Linked DNA regions of Hordeum vulgare: region 2 is linked to region 1. Evidence: chromatin contacts called from public Hi-C data. All regions are on one chromosome and are shown on one strand. The core of a region is the stretch at or near the end of the contact, and the rest is flanking DNA. Distances in the headings are between cores, read along the strand shown. Region 1 holds the start of LOC123443079 (NF-X1-type zinc finger protein NFXL2). Region 2 has its middle 53 kb from the start of LOC123439586.

Region 1 (6,522 bases), core at 2,497-4,996:
ATGCGGAGCTCAACTAGCCATTTCATATTAAAGTTTATAAACAAAACAACGAAACTGAAGGTATTGCAAAGCGAAACAAAAAAGGAACTGACCCTTTGACAAGGAAGATTGCATCTTTCGCAAGGCTCGGCAAGAGTGTTCTTTCTACTGAGAGATAATATGGCATCAGCCTTACGTTGATCCGATGGAATCTCTAACACATGGCAATCCTTTGTGCAATAATGGTTACCACAGTGGAGAAGGTTTCCACATAAATTCTGACAGGGAAATTGCCTGCTTTTGGAGCAAGGTATCTGCAAAAACATGAAAAAAAGAAATTGTATGTTATAATCAGGTGTACAAGCAAGCACATGTGAGGCATGCTCAAATGTGCAAGAGTGGGGGGTGGGGGGGTTGGGGGAGGAGGTAAATTGACCAAAAGATGACCATGTTGTTCAAAACTTACTGCACGTTCTTGGCCTAGATGCTCTCCAAAACATGGCACCAAGACTACTTCTTGGCATGGTGGGCATGGAGTTCCAGGCGTACACTCTATATGCTTTTCCATTTTCTTTTTCATTGGTTTAACTGTGAACTCAGGGTTCGGTGGAGGAATAGAACCATGACACCTGGGTAGTGTTAAGATTGATAGACATCAGAGGACACTGTAGTTCGTGGTATACTGCTGCAATGACACACTCAGCATATAAAGTAAACACTAAACCTTTCTTTACACTTGTGGCCACAAGAAAATTCTTCCCCGCAGATCAGTTTGCAAGGTGGACAGGCTCCATAGTGGCATTTATGGGGCTAAAGAAAGGAGATCAAATGTCAAGTAAATTCTGAGGATCAATTCATAATAGCCTAAGTAATTAAACACTCAGGAATGACATGCAACTAAATTCACAAGAACAAACTTTGAACAACAACAATGTGACAAATACCCTTGCAGTGGCAATCAGCAATAAAATTTGTCCAGAAATTAACATTAATGAGCAATGACAATGTTACAGAAAAGAGACGGAACAGTTTACCCGGCAATCAAGCTTGTGTCTGCAAAGACGATCTATATTGCATCTTTTTGAGCATTTGGGAGGCTTCTGATTCTTCTCGGTCCCGCAAGGAACCTACAAGAGAATTATGCATTCAAATCTACGAAGGAAACTTAGCAATTAGTGGGTCAGGACAGGAGATACACTGATGAGGAACTTGTACTATATAACGAAACTGGAGCAAGAATTAACATTTAGGGAAGTGCACAAGATCGTGTAAAAATAGGTCTCCTGAGCGTGCAGCTGTTGCGTGCTAATTATGTGTCCTGGTCATCTAAGGAAGTAGATATGACCGAATATAACTCATACAACAAAATGAACAACAGAACTAAGAGTCTACCAATTTCAACCTCAAAGTATGTTTTCCCACAGAAGCATGAGATGGTCTTCATCAAAGGACAAGGTGAACAAACGCCTCTGGCAAACAAAAAGAACAAAATGTTACTAGAAAAGTAGGATTTCAGTTCATACAAATGAACCAAGATCAAAGCTTCAAAAGTCAAAACTACAGACACAGATTTTCCATCCAAAAAAGAAACGGTGCTATTCCAGAGCAGAACAACACAACATATTTTGAGTTTTTGACATCTGCCGTGTGGTGGCACTTCTGGTATTTTAACATGGTCTTGCAGTTCAAAATGAGAGCACATACATGTATGCCTGTAGCAATGCAAGTAGAACTAAACAATAGCAAATGACAAGCCAAAGATGCACCGTTGATTAGGGCAATACCTGTGGCATGGAGAGAGACACTTATGGTTTCCACATTTGAGCTTCCTATCACAAGTCTACAAGCATAGATCTTTTTAGTGCTTGAAACTTGAAACGAGCCAAAATCATGAAAGGAGAGAAAAAAGATGTACCTCTGCGCAGGGTGGGCAATCCCCAACACAACAACGTCGTTTACAAGCGTGGCGTCCACAGGCACGTGAACGCTGACATTTCCTTTCGCAGGTCAAGTCTTGGTGGCAAGGCAGCTGATATAATGCATCACAAGAATTGGGGAATTTATCCATTTGCTGTCTAATAAGCAATATTATAGAAGTACACCTAACAAGCTGTAGCATTATTACTGGACCAGATTAAGGAGAAAGAAAAATAACCAATTGCTACTTATTGTTTCTCTGTTAGGTAGTATGCATTGCAAGGGGTAATGTTGGTCTCAAAAATCCATTTGAATCACATGAGCATTCAGGCATTCTATGTTTGTTCACTAACTACTAAGAACTACCTAAAAGTGGAGTTAAACAACTGGTCTTTACATGCAGCAATTGCTTGCAGATACCATCCTGCCAATCAGGTGCAACTAGTTTAGTATTGTTAACTGCTTGCAAATGCTTGAATATCTGTTTTGCTTACTACTTGCAAGTTTAAAGAGTGTGATCACAAACATGTTCTGTAGATGCAAGTTTAAAGAGTGTGATCACAAACATGTTCTGTAGATACATACCTCCTTTTTCAGAACCCCACAGCGGCAGGACTTCTTTATCACAAGCCGGCAGGTCACGTCACACGGGCCACGATGGCACCGCTCGGGGCACTTGTGCCGTCCGCACCCAAGCACCTTCTCACAAGTCGATCCACATGTGGCAGCCTCCACATCACACTCCAACCTTGGATAATCCTTCTTGCCACAAGGGCAGGTCCGCCGCCCACGAAGCGGACATTCACCACACTTTCCACCATGGCATCCCCTCTCACACCTATGCTTCCTACACTCCAGCATCCCACTACACTCCCTCTTGCACTGGAAAACTCTTTCAGAGCACAATCTCTCCACCATTGTCTCTCCACACTCACATTTGTGATTCCCCTGCACAGCACACGGTGGGCATGGCCCATCATGGCAATCCACCGGACAGCGGTGGAGTTCACAGCTAAGGCGTTTATTGCATTTACCCTTACAAGAATAACGCTGATGCGCACAGCGCCGGGGCTCACGGTGCGCCCCGCAGAAGCACCGAGCATTAGGAACAACAGCCGGGCATGGAGGGCATGGTCCGGGGTGGCAAAGCAGGAGGCAGGTGTGCTCGCAGCCGGAGTCGTGATTTGAATTCAGGCGGCGGCCGCAGACGTCGCCACAAGAGTGGGGGAGGATCCAGGGGTCCGCAGGAGGGTCTTCGGTCTTGGAGCAGAAGCAGTGGTAGGAGGTGGGGGTCTGGGATTTGGGGTAGGCGACGCGGCACTTGGGGCAGCCCCAGGTGGGGGAAGGAGCGGCGGAGGCTGACTGGTGTGCCCATGATTGGATGCAGGGGAGGTGGAGAAGGGCGAAGCATGAGGCGGAGCAGGACCAGACGGGATCGGAGGGGCGGATGGGGTCCAAGCAGATCAGGCACGGCGGTGACCGGCGGCGCGCGGCGGAGTTGAGAAAGATGCCGACTTTCGAGAGGTCGGCGCCATTTCCGGCGACGGAGAGGTAGGTGGAGAGGACGGACGCAGTCGCCGGGTCACAGGCGCTGAGATCGGTCTCTTCCCCGGAGGAGGAGTAGGACGAGGGGTCAGAATCTGAGACGTGGCTAGGGTTCGACGGCGGGGGCGCGGGTGCAGGCAAGGGTGCTGGTTTACGGGTGGCGGCAGTGGCACTAGTGGAAGGGGCTAGTTTCCGCGAAGACGATGCGGTGGCCGCGGCGTAGGAGGACGGCATCGCCGGCGTTGAGGCGGTCGCTGGAGATCGGTGGTGCGCGCGAGATTTGTGAGGGCATGTAGTACATGGAGGCAGCACTCTTAAACTAAGCAAAAAATATTAAACCTGTCGTCTACTCCCTCCGTACCTAAATAGTACTCCCTCCGTTTCTAAATATAAGTCTTTTTAGAGGTTTCATTAAAGGACTACATACGAATGTATATAGACATACTTTAGAGTATAAATTCACTCATTTTGCTACGTATGTAGTCCTTTAGTGAAATCTCTTAAAAGACTTATATTTAGGAATGAAGGGAGTATAGGTCTTTTAAGATATTTCACTAGTTGTCTACATACGGAGCAAAATGAGTGAATCTATATCCTAAAATATGTCTATATACATCCGTACGTAGTCCATTAGTGAAACTCTTAGAAAGACTTATATTTAGAAACGGAGGGAGTATGATTTTGTTTTTCCAACGGAGGCTGCAGTCTAGCAACATCATCCTTTTCACATGCATATCATTTTTCTTTCCCTCTGTCTGTATCTCTCCTCACATGCATCAGGATTGCTTCAACTTTTCTTGTTTTTCTCAGCTTTCACAGCCGAAGAGTCCGGGTCTTCTGCAGGCTACACTATCGCCTGCGAGGCTATAGCTTTTTGCCCGAACCAAACTCCGAACCTACCTGGACCTGCGGGGCAACGGGTTGAGGCTACCTATTGTACATGCCCTGAGGGGAATGCAGCTTTTGTAGTTAGGTTCAAGATACTTCATACACCTATAACTTAAGTATTTTTACTTTTAGAATTGATATGTACTCCCTCTGTATGACAATACTTTTTTTGCATGGTCTGAACCACAATACTTACAGCTGAGGAACTTGTATTGATCTTCTCCAATAACAAGTATTTAGTTACAGAAAAAGAATTTTCTTTAGTGTTAGTAAATATGTACCTGTAATGCACGTTGATGTTAGACACAAAATTAAATGCACATTGATCGGTGATGGAAAGGACAGATGTAGTCGCCGGGTTGCAGGCGGTTATTGTTCGCCACCGTCCTTTGCAACACAATTGTTGTTGCAGAAAACCACAACAAGATCTTTGATGCAAAAAAGAATCATATGTCGGACGTCATGGCCATGGACAAGCTCAGGCTCAAACAATCCCTTCTTGCCATCACGGTGGTGTGTGCACGCTGGTCACCGCACCAGACACCGACCATAGGACTACATGTGACACTTCTCCTCGTTGAGGAAATCAACTCTTGGAGGGATGTATGCATGTGTGACAGATACATCAAGGGAGGGAGACCCCTGTTACCGGTGAGATCAACGCTTGCACAAAAGGGCATCCATGGCGGCATGCTGCTTGAGTCTTCCTTATATATTACCTTAGGATGCTTTGGGAATCCTCAATTTTAGAGTATTGTTGCTCATTATTCTTCTTTCATTGTCATCTCGCCCAAAACATGAAAAGTTTGTTCACACAAAACTTAATAGAACTCCTGAGACAGGTAAGTATAACATAAATAAATCATTCACTTTCGCACTATCAATAAAAATCATAATCATTCCCAATTAATCTCTAGTGTACCTTAATATTTTCAGAATTCATGTCCCCAAATATAAGCCATAGACACATTAAAACAAGCAAACAAAGAAAATAAAACAGAATATTTACAAGGCAAGCCAAAGAAACCCAAGTCAAGGAATATTTATAAGCTTCAGCACTTGAGTTGTCAATTCAAGCACACGTGAGAATCACTTCCTTGTAACGATTTATTAGTAGCATAGTAATATGATATTAGTGGTAGCAAGGTAACAATAGCCATACATATGCTCGGTGAATGACAAGCTACAAGAGTGGTGCACGAGGCTGACTCTCTCTAGCCGCCACACAAGACGATTCATGCCATACATCTGTTCCTCGTGTGGGAGTTGTGGAAGCGGAAAAAAAACTCCATAGTGTTTGAGGGCATGACTCCGGGCACCTCACGTGTTCTTCCTCGTGTGGCTAGTGAGAGTTTGATTTGGAGACAAGCGGGCATAGTATGTGGTGACCTAGAAGCCTTCTTTGTGGCGATGAGTGTGTGGTTTGATGGCGAGTAGTATGTGTCGTCTCAGTGGAAACCAGGGTATCGCAGCCCGCCTGCCTGCAGCCGAGGAAGTGACGCCTGAACAATTGACTCGAGAGACGACCCAAAGACGGGGGCCACAAGTGCAAGACACCTCGTGAGGCGTGGCCTCGTGAGGCCCCCCTCTACGAGAGGAGGATCTTCAAGATGATCATCTACGACAGCACGCAGTCTCGCGAGCCCCTCGTAAGGCGGCTTCCCATGAGGCCCTCCGCCTGGAGGGGTCACGAGGTGCGGGTCGCGCGGTGGTGTGCCCACTGATACATCTCCGTCGTATCTATAATTTTTATTGTTCCATGCCAATATTATACAACTTTCACATATTTTTGGCAACATTTTATATGAGTTATTGGACTAACGTATTGATCCAGTGCCAAGTGTCAGTTCCTGTTTGTTGCATGTTTTTTGTTTCGCAGAATATCCATATCAAACAAAGTCCAAACGCGATAAAAATTTACAGAGAATTATTTTGGAATATATGTGTTTTTTGGGAGGTAGAGTCAACGTAAATGGAGGCCCACGGCCTCCACTACCCACCAGGGTGCGGTCCATACCCCTTGGCAGTTATATTTGCTTGTGATAAATTCAGATCTTACATTGCTGATTCTAAAGTAATTGCTCGCACTGATCATGTTGCTATTAAATACCTTATGGAAAAGAAAGATGTTAAGCCTAGACTTATTAGGTGGGTTCTCTTGCTACAAGAATTTGATTTGCATATCATTGGTAG
Region 2 (6,076 bases), core at 3,534-6,033, 400 kb after region 1:
CCCGATGCTTGCACGGAGCTTTACACCATAATGATTGAGCTCCTAGACACCACAAACCATCTAGGACGCCAAAGCACCCAAGAAGCACAAGCTCTAAGGTGCTCAAACACCCAAGAGTAATAAGCTTTTAAAACTTCACTTCCACATATCACCGTGGAGAACTCAAACTGATGCAACTAATGCAATGGCAAAACACACGAAGTGGTCAAGTCCCTCAGTCCCAAATTCCACCACAACAACAAAAGTTATGAAGGAATATGAGAGGAAGAACAAGGAGCTCACAAAGAACTCCAACAAAAGACCCTTGAAGGTGGTCACTAGACCCATACAAACAAGGTTGGGGAAATCTCCACAACTTAATTGGAGGCTCCCAACACCACCACGAAGCTTCATCAGAATGGATTGTGGCTCTGAGGTAATCTGAATTGCTCGAGGAAATCTCCACAACCTAATTGGAGACCCCAGACGCTTGCCCAGAGCTTTACACCATAATGGTTGAGCTCCGAGACACTACAAACCATCTAGGACGCCAAAGCACCCAAGAAGCACAAGCTCTACGGTGCTCAAACACCCAAGAGTAATACAATTCTCAAACTTCACTTCCACGTATCACCGTGGAGAACTCAAACCGATGCAACTAATGCAATGTCAAGAACACATGAAGGAATATGGGAGGAAGAACAACAAGATCTAGGTCCAAGGGGCTCCTCTCACATAGAGGAGAAAGTGATTGGTGTTAATGTAGATCTAGATCTCCTCTCTCTTTTCCCTCAAGAATTAGCAAGAATCATTGGAGGGGTTGAGAGATAGCAAGCTCAAAGAAGGTCAACAATGGGGGGCAAATACAAGCTCAAAGGATAAGGGGCAATGGGGAATAAAACCCCTGTTTATAGGCCTCTCCAAATCCAACTTTTATGTGCACTCGTCATGCACAAGAGGTACTACCGCTCGGCTGAGTGGTACTACCTCTTAGCGCGATAATTAGAGTAAAAGCATGCAAACAACAGAAACCTCGAGGCGGTAGTCGAGTGGGAGCAGGGCGGTAGTACCGTACCCCACTGCCGCCCTACTATAGCTGAAATGAATAAGAGACAAAAACACAAAAATAAGTGGTAGTAGCAGCGGTACTACCGCGTGGGTGGTACTACTGCCCTACTACCATGCATCTGCCATGACTGAAGAGCTTGATCGAATAAGCCCAACTCTCATATGACTGATCAAGCCACCATGAGACTGTTAAAATAGAGAACTTATTAAGGGAAAACCTATACCTTGCACATAGTCCACTTGAGCTAGATGATGACGATCTTGACTTCCTCAAGATGGATCACCTTTCTTGATTTTGTTGGCTCGATGAAGACTAGTTGATTGCCCCCCCATACTTCACTATGGGTGAGCCACTCTTCGGCACATATTCACAAGTCCATTGTAACCATAATGTACGGCAAGCTTCAAGCATGATCTCTTCGTGATATTCCACTTGAACTTGTACACCGCAATCTTGATGACGATCACCACTTGGTGTCATTCTCCATAGGTTGTATGAGATCTTCCTCTTGACGCAAGCCCATGGAAACACACCTAACCCCACATAGAAATTTCACAAAGACCATGGGTTAGTACACAAAAGCGTAATGGACAATGCTTACCATACCATGGGTACTTGACCCCTGTCGGTACATCTTGTACACTTTTGTGTTGATCAACTTGATTCACTCTTTGACTTAGTCTTGATCAACCTTGTATCTTATCTTCTCTCTTCATAAAGCTGGTGTCCTCAAGGTAAACATGAATATTCACACAATCTTCTTCTTCAAGATATGCTCGCAATAAGCTCAACTCTCACATGACCAATCTTTGTATAAAACCTTGAATACCACCTTGGTCACCATATAAACCCCTTGAAACCAACAGTTGGACTTCAAGAAGTGCCTATGGACAAATCCGTCGAATATAACTCAAGGCAACCATTAGTCCATAGGGATTGTCATCAATTACCAAAACCACACATGGAGAAATATGCTCTAACAATATGTCTCTCAAAGCTATCCGATTTTAGTGTTTATTCTAAATTGAAGCTTTGATTGTATATTGTATGTTGTCATCAATTACCAAAAAGGGGGATATTGAAAGCACATATGCTCCCTTGGAGGTTTTGATAATTCATGACAACATACATTATCTCGCTTGGACTAACAATTCTACCTAGTGTACTTCATATTAACTCCAAAGATTGTAGTCACTGGGAATAGTGAGGAGGATCCCCAAGAAGGAAAAGAATAGGATTGACAAAGCTTCAAGCTTCAAGACTCTATATTATATATTTATATGAAAAATTGCATTTGAGTCCATAGAAAAGACAATACCATTGAAAGAGGATGAGGTATATATGATGATTTGGTTGCTCAAAGTGCTTAGAGATTAGCCACCAAAAGCCTCAACATTTCTCCCACAAAATATTCTCTTCAAAACCCTAAAGTCAAATTCGGTGCCACCAACTTTCTACATATGGGTCACACTGAGATTTCCTTAGACAGAAGTCAAGCCAAACCCTAGCAAATCGGTACAACCGAGACTCACTTCCGTACAGCCGAATAGAAGTGACCAACTTGATGTTGCCCATTTGCCTAAAACCGGAATTTCCGAGTTTTACAAATCGACCTCACCGAGTCTATGGAACTTCCTAGGTCAACCGAATCGGTCTCACCGAGAACCCAAAAGTTAGAGCATTTTGCACTAGTCGATGCAACAAAGTTTTTTACTTCGGTTCCATCGAGTTGGACAATAATGTTGTAATGACTGGATTTTTGGAGATGTCTATATAGTACCCCTCCATCTACCTCTCATTCGTTGAGAGATCACTCAGAACAAGCAATCACTTACACCATTTATTTTCTGAGAGAGAACCACCTACTCATGTGTTGAGATCAAGATCTTCTACTTCAACCATATGAATCTTGATTTCTAGCCTCCCCAAGTTTCTTTTCACCCAATCAATCTCTTCTACCAAGCTAAATCAGTGAGAGTGTGATTGACTATTGAGGAGACTATCTTTTGAAGCACTAGAGCAAGGAGTTAATTATCAATACCACATCTATTACCTTTTGTAGAGTGGTGCCTTCTAGATTGGTTAGGTGTCACTTGGAAACCTCCAAATCGTGTGGAGTTAAATCAAGAAGTTTGTAAGGGCAAGGAGATTGCCTACTTCGTGAAGATCTACCCCGAATGGAGCTAGTCCTTCGTGGGCGTAAGCCATGATGAAATAGACAAGGTTGCGTCCCCGTGGATCCTTTGTACGTGGAGCCCTCCATGGACTCGTGCAACCGTTACCCTCTATGGGTTGAAGTTTTCATCAACATGGACGTACAATAACACCACATATCAGAACAACTCCAAAAATATATGTGCCTTCATTGTGTTTAATTATTCTATCTCTACTCCTTACTTACATGTGCATGTCTTTATTTTTCGCGGCTATATTTGTAGAACTGCATGTGTAGGGTGTGCTAGATTTGCTAGAATTGCTAAAACTCATCAACCAATAAAATTGAGAAAAAAATATTTTTTATTCGGTCAAGTAGTCTATTCACCTCCCTTCTAGACGTCTCATCTCGATCCCATAGTATGGGCCGAGGCGGAGGATGCAGAGCACGGCGGCCATGACATCGCCTGAAGTGGTTTTGCTCACGTCGCTCCTACGTCAATGAAAGAAAAGTGTGAAGATTGTGGACGGGCAAACACAAGAGACATGAGCTATATCTGGCTTATAATTTGATAGAATCTCCTCTCGTCTCAAGAGCTATCGGGTAGCTACAATGCATGCCAACCCATTTTGAAATTAATGCACAACAGACTTTTGAATGCGTATTCTTTTCTTAGTTTTATGCGTGACTTTTCCTGATTTTTTGTGTTTTTTCTCCTTTTTCTTTAAATTATTATTTTTCTCTCATTTTTGGTTTTCGCTTTCTTTGGTTTCTGTGAGTTTCACTATTATGCATCGATTTCTTTGGTTTTCTTTTGTTTCTTCACAAGTTTTTCTCGATTTTGAATACATGTCTTATTTCAGTCCACATGCACATTTTTAGTGTACGTATTGAACATTGTTTTATGCACATTGAACAATTTTCAACTACACGGTGTACAATTTTCAAATACATGACTAACATTTTTAAATTATATGTTTTTTGTCTACTTTTATCATACGCACATTATATGTTTTTGTACATATAAAACACTTCTTCCAAATACAAGATTAACATTATTTCAAACACATCTTTTGACTAGAAAAATCAAGCATGTCGAATATTTTCCAATAAGAAAATGATTTTTTAAATATGTGATTTTTCCATAAACATTTTTAAATGCTTAAAATCCAGAAACATGCAAAAAAAATCCAAATTAACTTACATTTTTTGTGAATGATATGAAACATTAGTTTAAAATTTTACAAATATTTTATTTACATTGTATATTTTGTAAAAAGACCACATCATTTTTTAAACACGTTAACATTCTTCAAATGTCACAAACACTTTTTCTATTGCTGTCAACACTAAAAAAATACAATAACAATTTTAATAGACTACGTTCACATTTATCGAGTTAGCAATTCTTTACTTATTTAGTTAATATAAATTTGGAGTATATGTACATAGTTTGTTTTCGAAAATATGAACAAATGAAAAAGAAGAATGAAAAACTAACCCACATGAGGATTATTGGGCTGACCCAACATGATGCGCACCATAATGGTACCTCGTCAGACAGAGAGACCTCGCGCCCGACCCAGGAACCGGCGTAGACTGGTTTTGGGCCGGCCCAGTTACAAGAGCGTGGCGCTCCTAGCACTCGACTCGCCCGGCGTGCTTGCTCGCAACGGTTGTGGTTGACAAGTCAACCGTTGACTTTGAAAAAAAGAATTCATAAGAAAATCGATAGTTGAAAAAGGTTCACAAGTTTTGAAGAAGTTCATTCATTTTTTTCAAAAGTTCATCAAATTTAGAAAAACATTAATTTTGAAAAAGGTTCATAGATTTTGAAAAAGTTCAACTATTTTGAAAAATAATCATCGAATTTGAAAAAAGTTCATCGAATTTGAAATGTGTTCACCAAATCTGAAAAACGTTCACTGATTTTTCAAAAAGATCACCAATTTTGGGAAAATTTTAATTGAATTTGAAAAAACATCAAATTTGAAAAAGATATCATCAAATTTGAAAAGATTTCATCGAATCTGAAAAAAATTCACTGTTTTTTCAAAAAGTTCACCAATTTTGGAAAAAAGTTCAACAAATTTGGAAAAAAAATCATCGAATTTGAAAAATGTTCAGCAAATATGAAAAAAATTCATCGTATTGAACAAAAGTTCATTTTTTAACAAAATCATCATTTCAAAAAAAAAATCGATGAACAAAGAAAACACATTTAAGAAAGGAAAAGAAATAAAGAAAACACAAATAAAACCGCCCCAGAAATGACGAGTGAACCAGGGAAAACCGGATTGGAAAACAAAAAGTTTCTTGTGATTGAATATCCAAATAAAAAGAAAAAAAACAAATTAGGAAGCACTAGCCTAGTGGTAACTTTGTTGTTGCCATTGCAGCATATCATGAATTAGAACTCCCGATTGGCGCGCATTTTTTGAACGTTAAAATAGAAAATAAGAAGATATACAAGAGCCCACCCAGCTCGCAGCAGCTGCACGCACCCGTTTGCGAAAATGCCCTATAACAAGCGCGTGCAGCGCTAAATAGGAAATGCCCCTCCCTAGTGCCTTAAGCGCGAGGTAAAGGATCCAATGCTCATGCAACCCTTGCACCGTGGCCGGCCTTACAACAAGGAGGCTACTTGCTCGCGAGACACTTGTTCTCTTGTTTGCCTGGTTTCTTGGTTCGGTAGTTGACCCATCGCGGTTGAGGATCCACCGTTGACAGTTAACTCTTCAAGAAAATGTGAGAAATTCAAAAATCAGGAATTAAAATAATTCCCATAAAAATAAAAATGTCATAAAATTTAAAAATAGGCTAAAACTATCATAGATTTTGAAAATAGTTCATCGACTAGAAAAGTTCAGAAA

The links. A called contact is a pair of places that touch in the nucleus more often than the background predicts.
Region 2: a contact with region 1 is called in a Hi-C map of leaf, with 1.9 times the contacts expected there. The contact joins the enhancer-like site here to the promoter of LOC123443079 in region 1. A contact is called at or near these places in 2 of 6 Hi-C or Micro-C datasets (leaf and seedling) and 1 of 1 datasets of contacts at active chromatin or transcription factors (embryo).

Annotation. Positions count from the first base shown.
Region 1 is chr3H:86,283,116-86,289,637 of MorexV3_pseudomolecules_assembly, forward strand. LOC123443079 (NF-X1-type zinc finger protein NFXL2) reads right to left here and starts at 3,747. Exons shown (of 13, transcript XM_045119330.1): 1 at 2,482-3,747; 2 at 1,895-2,008; 3 at 1,764-1,819; 4 at 1,382-1,448; 5 at 1,014-1,106; 6 at 704-789; 7 at 446-608; 8 at 93-293. The coding sequence starts at 3,675.
Region 2 is chr3H:86,679,923-86,685,998 of MorexV3_pseudomolecules_assembly, forward strand. No RefSeq gene overlaps it. Among protein-coding and RNA genes, the nearest start is that of LOC123439586, 53 kb to the left of the region's middle. Within about 2 kb of position 4,784, at least 3 of the 3 cell types and tissues checked have open chromatin away from gene starts, as enhancers often do. A contact at or near this core is called in leaf and seedling, where this site is marked.